Linked DNA regions of Mus musculus: region 2 is linked to region 1. The links are chromatin contacts, called in public HiChIP or PLAC-seq maps. All regions are on one chromosome and are shown on one strand. Each heading gives the region's core, a stretch centred on a gene start, on an enhancer-like site or on the middle of the called end of the contact. The rest is flanking DNA. Distances are from core to core; before and after follow the strand shown.

What was found. HiChIP or PLAC-seq counts read pairs in DNA pulled down with a chosen protein or histone mark.
Region 2: a contact with region 1 is called in an H3K27ac HiChIP or PLAC-seq map of heart atrium, with 5 read pairs. The contact joins two enhancer-like sites. A contact is called at or near these places in 7 of 39 promoter capture datasets (the 3T3-L1 cell line, HPC-7-derived erythroid cells, hippocampal neurons and 3 more), 3 of 15 datasets of contacts at CTCF or cohesin (CD8 T cells, large pre-B cells and pro-B cells), 50 of 484 Hi-C or Micro-C datasets (the 3T3-L1 cell line, 3T3-L1-derived adipocytes, B cells and 28 more) and 14 of 115 datasets of contacts at active chromatin or transcription factors (the 230-238 cell line, CD8 T cells, the HPC-7 cell line and 10 more).

What each region holds. Positions count from the first base shown.
Region 1 is chr4:102,492,521-102,495,762 of GRCm38.p6, reverse strand. All of the region lies in intron 2 of Pde4b (phosphodiesterase 4B, cAMP specific), which reads right to left. Among named protein-coding and RNA genes, the nearest start is that of Gm52668, 21 kb to the left of the region's middle. Within about 2 kb of position 1,777, at least 40 of the 459 cell types and tissues checked have an H3K27ac peak or open chromatin away from gene starts, as enhancers often do. A contact at or near this core is called in group 2 innate lymphoid cells, heart atrium, memory CD8 T cells and 2 more, where this site is marked.
Region 2 is chr4:102,633,887-102,637,128 of GRCm38.p6, reverse strand. No RefSeq gene overlaps it. Among named protein-coding and RNA genes, the nearest start is that of Gm52667, 66 kb to the right of the region's middle. Within about 2 kb of position 1,583, at least 55 of the 459 cell types and tissues checked have an H3K27ac peak or open chromatin away from gene starts, as enhancers often do. A contact at or near this core is called in group 2 innate lymphoid cells, heart atrium, memory CD8 T cells and 2 more, where this site is marked.

The DNA of each region.
Region 1 (3,242 bases), core at 528-3,027:
TGCTGAGGGGCAGGACTTCAGGGAGAGCCCTGGGAGCACCGCTGAGAGGGTTACTGGCAATGAGAAAGAGGAGATGCGGCCAAGAAGGGAACAGGAAATGATGCATTGAAGAGACGCCAGGGATCTTGTTAGAATTCAGCATTTGCTTGCATAAGGAAATAGTATTTTCAAAAAAAAAAAAAAAAAAGAGCATCTGAGAAAATAGTCATGAGAAAAACAAAAAAAAAAAGTGCAGAGGACTTGGGAATTTTCATGGGACCCATGGAGCTTTAGGGTACATGCTGAGTTTAAGGTGATCAGGGTCACCCAGGTGGCACTACGGACTAGGATGGTGGTGTTAACAAGGGATTGATACTACAGAGTTAGGCTTCGCCAAGGCGGGAGGGAGAGCTATGGTGGGGGGATGACTTTGTTCATGGCAGTATCTGTAGTTAAGGAGGCCAGAGGAGAGGCTCAGGGGTTTCAGAAAGGGACTAAAAGCAGAGAGAATAAAAATGGAGTCAGAAATGATTGTTAGAAATGGCATGTGGTAACTTGCACCCCAACTGCCTGCATTTTCATATGGCAAACGTCCAGATGGGTGAAAGATCTTCCTGTCCAGATTTTCGAGATAAAGCTGACATAGTTCATAATATGCAAGGGTGAGTTGGAGCCCAGGGAAATTGATTCAGAGTTATGCAGATCTTCAGTGACCCTGGATATCTGGTGTTTAATTACGGAATGGAAGTCAAGTCATTTAGGGAGACAGACAGTGCAACACACACTGAGCTGGGTGTCAAATCATCCAATAAGACACAGGCATATCAACTCACATGGAGCTGATGTGGGGCAAGTGATCTGGAGAGGGAGTATGACTATAGAAATTCACAATTAAAGAGGGTGCACAGCACAGCACAGCACAGCACAGCACAGCGCAGCTCAGCACAGCACACTACAGCACAGCACAGCACAGCACAGCGCAGCACAGCACAGCACAGCACAGCGCAGCACAGCCCAGCGTAGCCCAGCGCAGCCCAGCGCAGCCCAGCGCAGCCCACCGCAGCCCAGCACAGCCCAGCCCAGCACAGCACAGCACAGCACAGCACAGCACAGCACAGCACAGCACAGCACAGCACAGCACAGCACAGCACAGCTCAGTACAACACAGCACAGCTCAGTACAACACAGCACAACACAGCATAACATAGCATAGCCCAGCCCAGCCCAGCCCAGCCCAGCCCAGCCCAGCCCAGCCCAGCCCAGCCCAGCGCAGCGCAGCCCAGCGCAGCCCAGCGCAGCCCAGCGCAGCCCAGCACAGCACAGCACAGCTCAGCACAGCACAGCACAGCACAGCACAGCTCAGCACAGCTCAGTACAACACAGCACAACACAGCATAACACAGCATAGCCCAGCCCAGCCCAGCCCAGCCCAGCCCAGCCCAGCGCAGCGTAGCACAGCACAGCACAGCTCAGCACAGCACAGCACAGCACAGCACAGCACAGCACAGCACACACAGCACAGCGCAGTGCAGCGCAGCGCAGCACAGCACAGGGCAGCACAGCACAGCACACACAGCACACACAGCACAGCACAGCACAGCACAGCACAGCACAGCACAGCACAGCACAGCACAGCACAGCACAGCTCAGCACAGCACAGCACACACAGCACACACAGCACAGCACAGCACAGCACAGCACAGCACAGCACAGCACAGCTCAGCACAGCACAGCACAGCACAGCACAGCACAGCACAGCACAGCTCAGCGCAGCTCAGCACAGCTCAGTACAACACAGCACAACACAGCACAGCACAGCATCAGCAAAGCTTTCCCAGGGGACTTCCTTTTGGAGTTCTGACAGCAGGATATTCAGAAACTTTGCGGGGAGGGAGGAGGTATATTGGCAGATCACCTGCACTGGCTCTGTAAGATCGTTAGAGTGACTAACCTAATGCTGTAGGTCAAATAATAGCCAATAGAGATATAAGCAGATGTAGAGCAAGTATCAAGGAAGAAACTAAGTAAAATGAAACAAACAAACAAAAAATCTAGATTACAAAACTATTTTGAAATCATAATATGTTATTTTGTAAGTTAAGAATAGACTTCAATTGCAATAGAAAAATATTTGACTATGGAAACTGATTGATTGATTGATCGATTGACTGGTTGATTTCCCAGCTCACTGGAGAAAGCAGTTTAAGCATCTCAACAGCAAAGTGGAATTTTCAGAACTGTTACACAAGCACCCTCTAGTGACAGAATTGGAACATTACACCCTTACAAACTAACTTGAGGACTCCCAAGTATGGAATGACATCTTGCAATTGGATCTTGGAATTGAGTGTGTAGGTCATATCTTAACCATGAAATGGCTTTTTAAAATGCAATAAAAAATGCTGATTCTTACCACCATACTCTGAGTTTTAACTTACTCCCCATTTCTCTGTTTCATTACAATATGTGGAATTGTCTTGCACTAATAGTTGCCTTGAGCCTGTCTTCTACAGATTAGAACTGCAGTCATTGGAAGCACACCTACTGCCTCTGGCCAGTGTTGTCTTGTTTCTAAGATAGTATTATCATCCATGAGAGTTAAACAAGCTGTGTCTTAACTTCTTCATCTGCATACGGGGTTCTGTGAGCAATGAGGTAGCCCTCAGTAGTGGATCTTTATTATGGTAATTAGGCAGTTGCCTGCCTGTCTTCTGCCTCTTTAAGATTTGTATGACTGGCCCTATTGCAGTCTGTACAACTTATGTTTCTATTGTATAGTATAGTTACAAAATGCTTTCACGGACATTGCTGTGTGTAACAGACGGAAGAGCCTAATCGTTAATGAACGATGTTAATTCCAGATGCAGCATGCTGGCCCGGTGGAAAGCTTTTCTCTGCCTCATCCCACAAGCATCCACTAAGCCCTGTCAGGCAATTTGCAAATATTTATTAATTGCCCACCAAGCCTTCACTGCTGTCAGTCCATGCTCTTGAGATTATATGCACAGGAGGCCACAGTTGCCCCTAGCTGCTTGCTTAGTTAGGTTCTCTAGTGTTGTCTTTCTTTCTGAAGGTGTTAATGCTACTAACTCTCAAGCTCCTGAGATGGTTTGCAAACCAGACACCTCTTGATGGTCTCCCTACAGGATGTTTTGAAGCACTGCTCACCTGCAGCTCGCAAAACAGCTCATAGGCCTTTCACTACAAGGGGGCTGTTGCCTCACCGGCCTCAGCCCTCCCTCCACAGTCCTTCTAGCTAGAAA
Region 2 (3,242 bases), core at 334-2,833, 140 kb before region 1:
TGTTCAGTCAGAGCGGCCTCAGTTGCTGCTTGGGTGGAGTAGGGGCAGAAAACTTTCCCCATGCTAGCCATCCTATGTGGGTTCATTTTAAGACTAGACTGGTCAAGTAGAGAATTATTGGTTCAGTGGAGTCTTGGCATGCAAGCAGGACACTTTCAATAATGGGCTAGAGCCTTTGTGGTTGTGCACGTCACCATAACTCACCATCTCCGATACATCTGTAAAGTGAGAATAGAAATGACTTGCTTCCCATTTCATGATCCAAATTAGTCCCTTGAAAACCTTTCAAACGATAACATATATCCTGTTTGAAGGGAATTTATAAATCAAATATATGATTTTAAGCTCCAGCGTCTGCCCATGCCAACAATGTACTCAGGCATCCACTGAGTTTTCTAGGGTCTTCAGAGCACTGTTTACTCTAAAGAAGGTAGTGATTCCAAATGGCAAGCTGCTTCTTCTAGCCTATAATAATCCCAGGTCACCTGGATTGTTCTGTCTACTACTAACTAATATATGCTATGTTATCAGCAAAGCTAGTGGCGTATCAATGCTATTGGAGTTGTACTGAAGGCCAGCGGAGGGGCTGGAAGAAGATATCGAAGCCTGGTTTGGGATACAGGTTGTGAGATGGTTTTGTCTCTCAGGAGAACTATAAGTGATGTGCTTGGTTAGAAACTCTGATAGAAGCAGCTGAGGAAAGGAGTGAGATTGGCATCACAGGTCATTTTGGTAGGGACAGGGCAGTCCCAAACATACTACAAACATCCCTGGGTGGGCCGGAACTCTAAGTCTACACACTGATACTGTCTACGTGAGCCCCTGAACTCTCTGCATGGTATATGATTGACTCTTTGGAATGTGACCAGAGCACGGCCTCTCACTCGTTCTCAAAAGATAAGAGAGGGGAAGCAAGGATAGTGAGTGGGTGGTGTTGACATACTGCCTTCCTCGTGTGGTCAGATGGGCTAGTAGAATGGTTAGGGGATGTTATATTTTTTTGCAGGAAAGACGTGGCATTATCTCAGAACCATCTGGTGGCAGTAGGAATGAGAAGGGACAGGAGGTTGTGAGCGGTGGTCACGTAGCCTTGTATTGCTGTTTGCAAACACCAACAATCGAGTCATTTCCTGCCAGAAGGTCAGGGGATAACTCAGTCTCAGGGAAAGAATAGAGCACTGGTGAGTGAGGGCAAGATCCTGCAGAGGCTGGAGGGGGTCTTCTGTCGAGAAAACTTGGAGACATGGAGATGAGTGAAACATCTTAGAATGTGGGCAAAATCTCTGAGTGTGTTGAATTTACATAGTCTTCCAATTAGATCTTTCCACAGGAGACAGATGTGAATTCATCTGAGTTGGTGGTGCGCGTCAGGGTCCGATGACATTGGTGACTCCCGTGGCTGCTGTTCCACCCAGACCTCTTGTTATATCCACTGTAACTATGATTGCAGGTTTGGAATAGCCTGCAATTTTAAGGTATTGAGATAGTTCACATAAAATACAGATTTGTGGCTACTCTTCAAGCAAGGAAGGGGCCATTTGGGTTGATGCTCTCATGTAACAACATCCGGCTGCGGCTGAGCAGCTGCTGTTTCCAGAAGCAACCACGTTCTGCTGGCCCACATTCCTCACTGACCACTTCACTCAGAGTTTCCGTGAGCCCCGTGTTTGTAGCTGCTTATCCACAACACAACCGCCGAGAAGGCTGCATGGCACTCACGTGTCCCAGACACAGCTTTCTCCCTGAACATTCCTACAGAGTGCTGGCAGCACGTAGGACCTTAATACATATTTGTTTAATAACAGAGAGGGAGGGAACATAGCTCTGTCAATGCAGGGCAGATCTGTGTTTAAACCTAAGCTGTTTGATCATGGGGGGAAGTTATTGAATTGTCTAAGCCTCTGTTTTCCTCATTCGTAAAACCAGGATAAAAACTCTCATCCTCTAGGGCTGTCTAAGAGAATATACACACACAGCCAGCACATAGTGGGCCCCCAATATATTGAATGCCTGAAATCATATTTATTCAAAGGACTGTATTCTATGGAACTTTGGTTGGAATAAAGTAAAAATTCATTTTTTTTTTAATCAAGCCAACAAGAGAATTGTGGAGAGCTAGAAAGGAATCTCACACTGTGGTAGAAAAAACCATTGCCTTGAAGTAAGGGCTGGGTGGGCAGAGACTGATGCCTTCCCCTGAGAGCAGCAGCATAATTCACAACCATAGAGAGAAAGCTGTTGGGAAACAGTCTTTAGGTTGGATTGACCTTAGAGACAAACACATCTTATACGTATTAAACACTTTTCTAGGCTTCTGAACATATCAGGGACCTTGATTTCTTCATCAGAAAAGGAAGATGATAATACCTATGGTGGGGGGGGGGGGGTTCTGTCTGATGACATACAAATCCATGCAACATGCTGGACACATTGGCCGGACAATGAATGCTCAGTAAGAGGTGCATGAATTTCTAAGAGAGGGGGAAGCATTGAAGGTCGCTGTCCTGAGCACATGACCCTTTGTTCTGTCACCTTAGTGAACAGCTCCTGGGCATCTGCTTTCTTTTCGGTTCCATTTAGGATTCTAAAATCCTTTCAGGATTATCAGTGTTGGCTGCTGACAGCCCATCACCAAATTCCTCTCTTGGACCCCATTGGAGAGGAGTTAGGGGAAGGAGCTGAAGGGGTTTGCAACCCCACAGGAAGAACAACAATATCAACCAACCAGACCCCCCCCAAAAAAGCTCCCAGGGACTAAACCACCAACCAAAGAGTACACATGGAGGGACCCATGGCTCTAGCTGCGTATGTAGTGGTGGATGGCCTTATCTAGCATCAATTGGTCCTGTGGAGACTTGATGCTCCAACACAAGAAAACGCTATGGTGGTGAGATGGGGGTGAGTGGGTGGGGGAGCTCCCTTATAGAAGCAGGGGTGATGGGGGAGGAGGTAGGGAGTTTAACTGGAAAGGGGGTTAACATTTGAAATGTACATAAATAAAATTACTAATAAAAAAGAATGTTTAAGAAAAAAGAATTCCCCTCTCTCAGCTAAGTAACAAAGGGGGCTCAAGGTGAGATGCATGGATCTCTCCAGAGAGAAGTAGAATAGAAGGACTGAGGTGACTGGGGAGAGGAACAGGATGGTCTAGGCTGGGTGGGGGTTGGAGGTGGAGGAAGAGCATACTGGGAGAAACCCCTGGAATTGGGGGACATTTGAGGGGCAATATAGAAACTTAATGC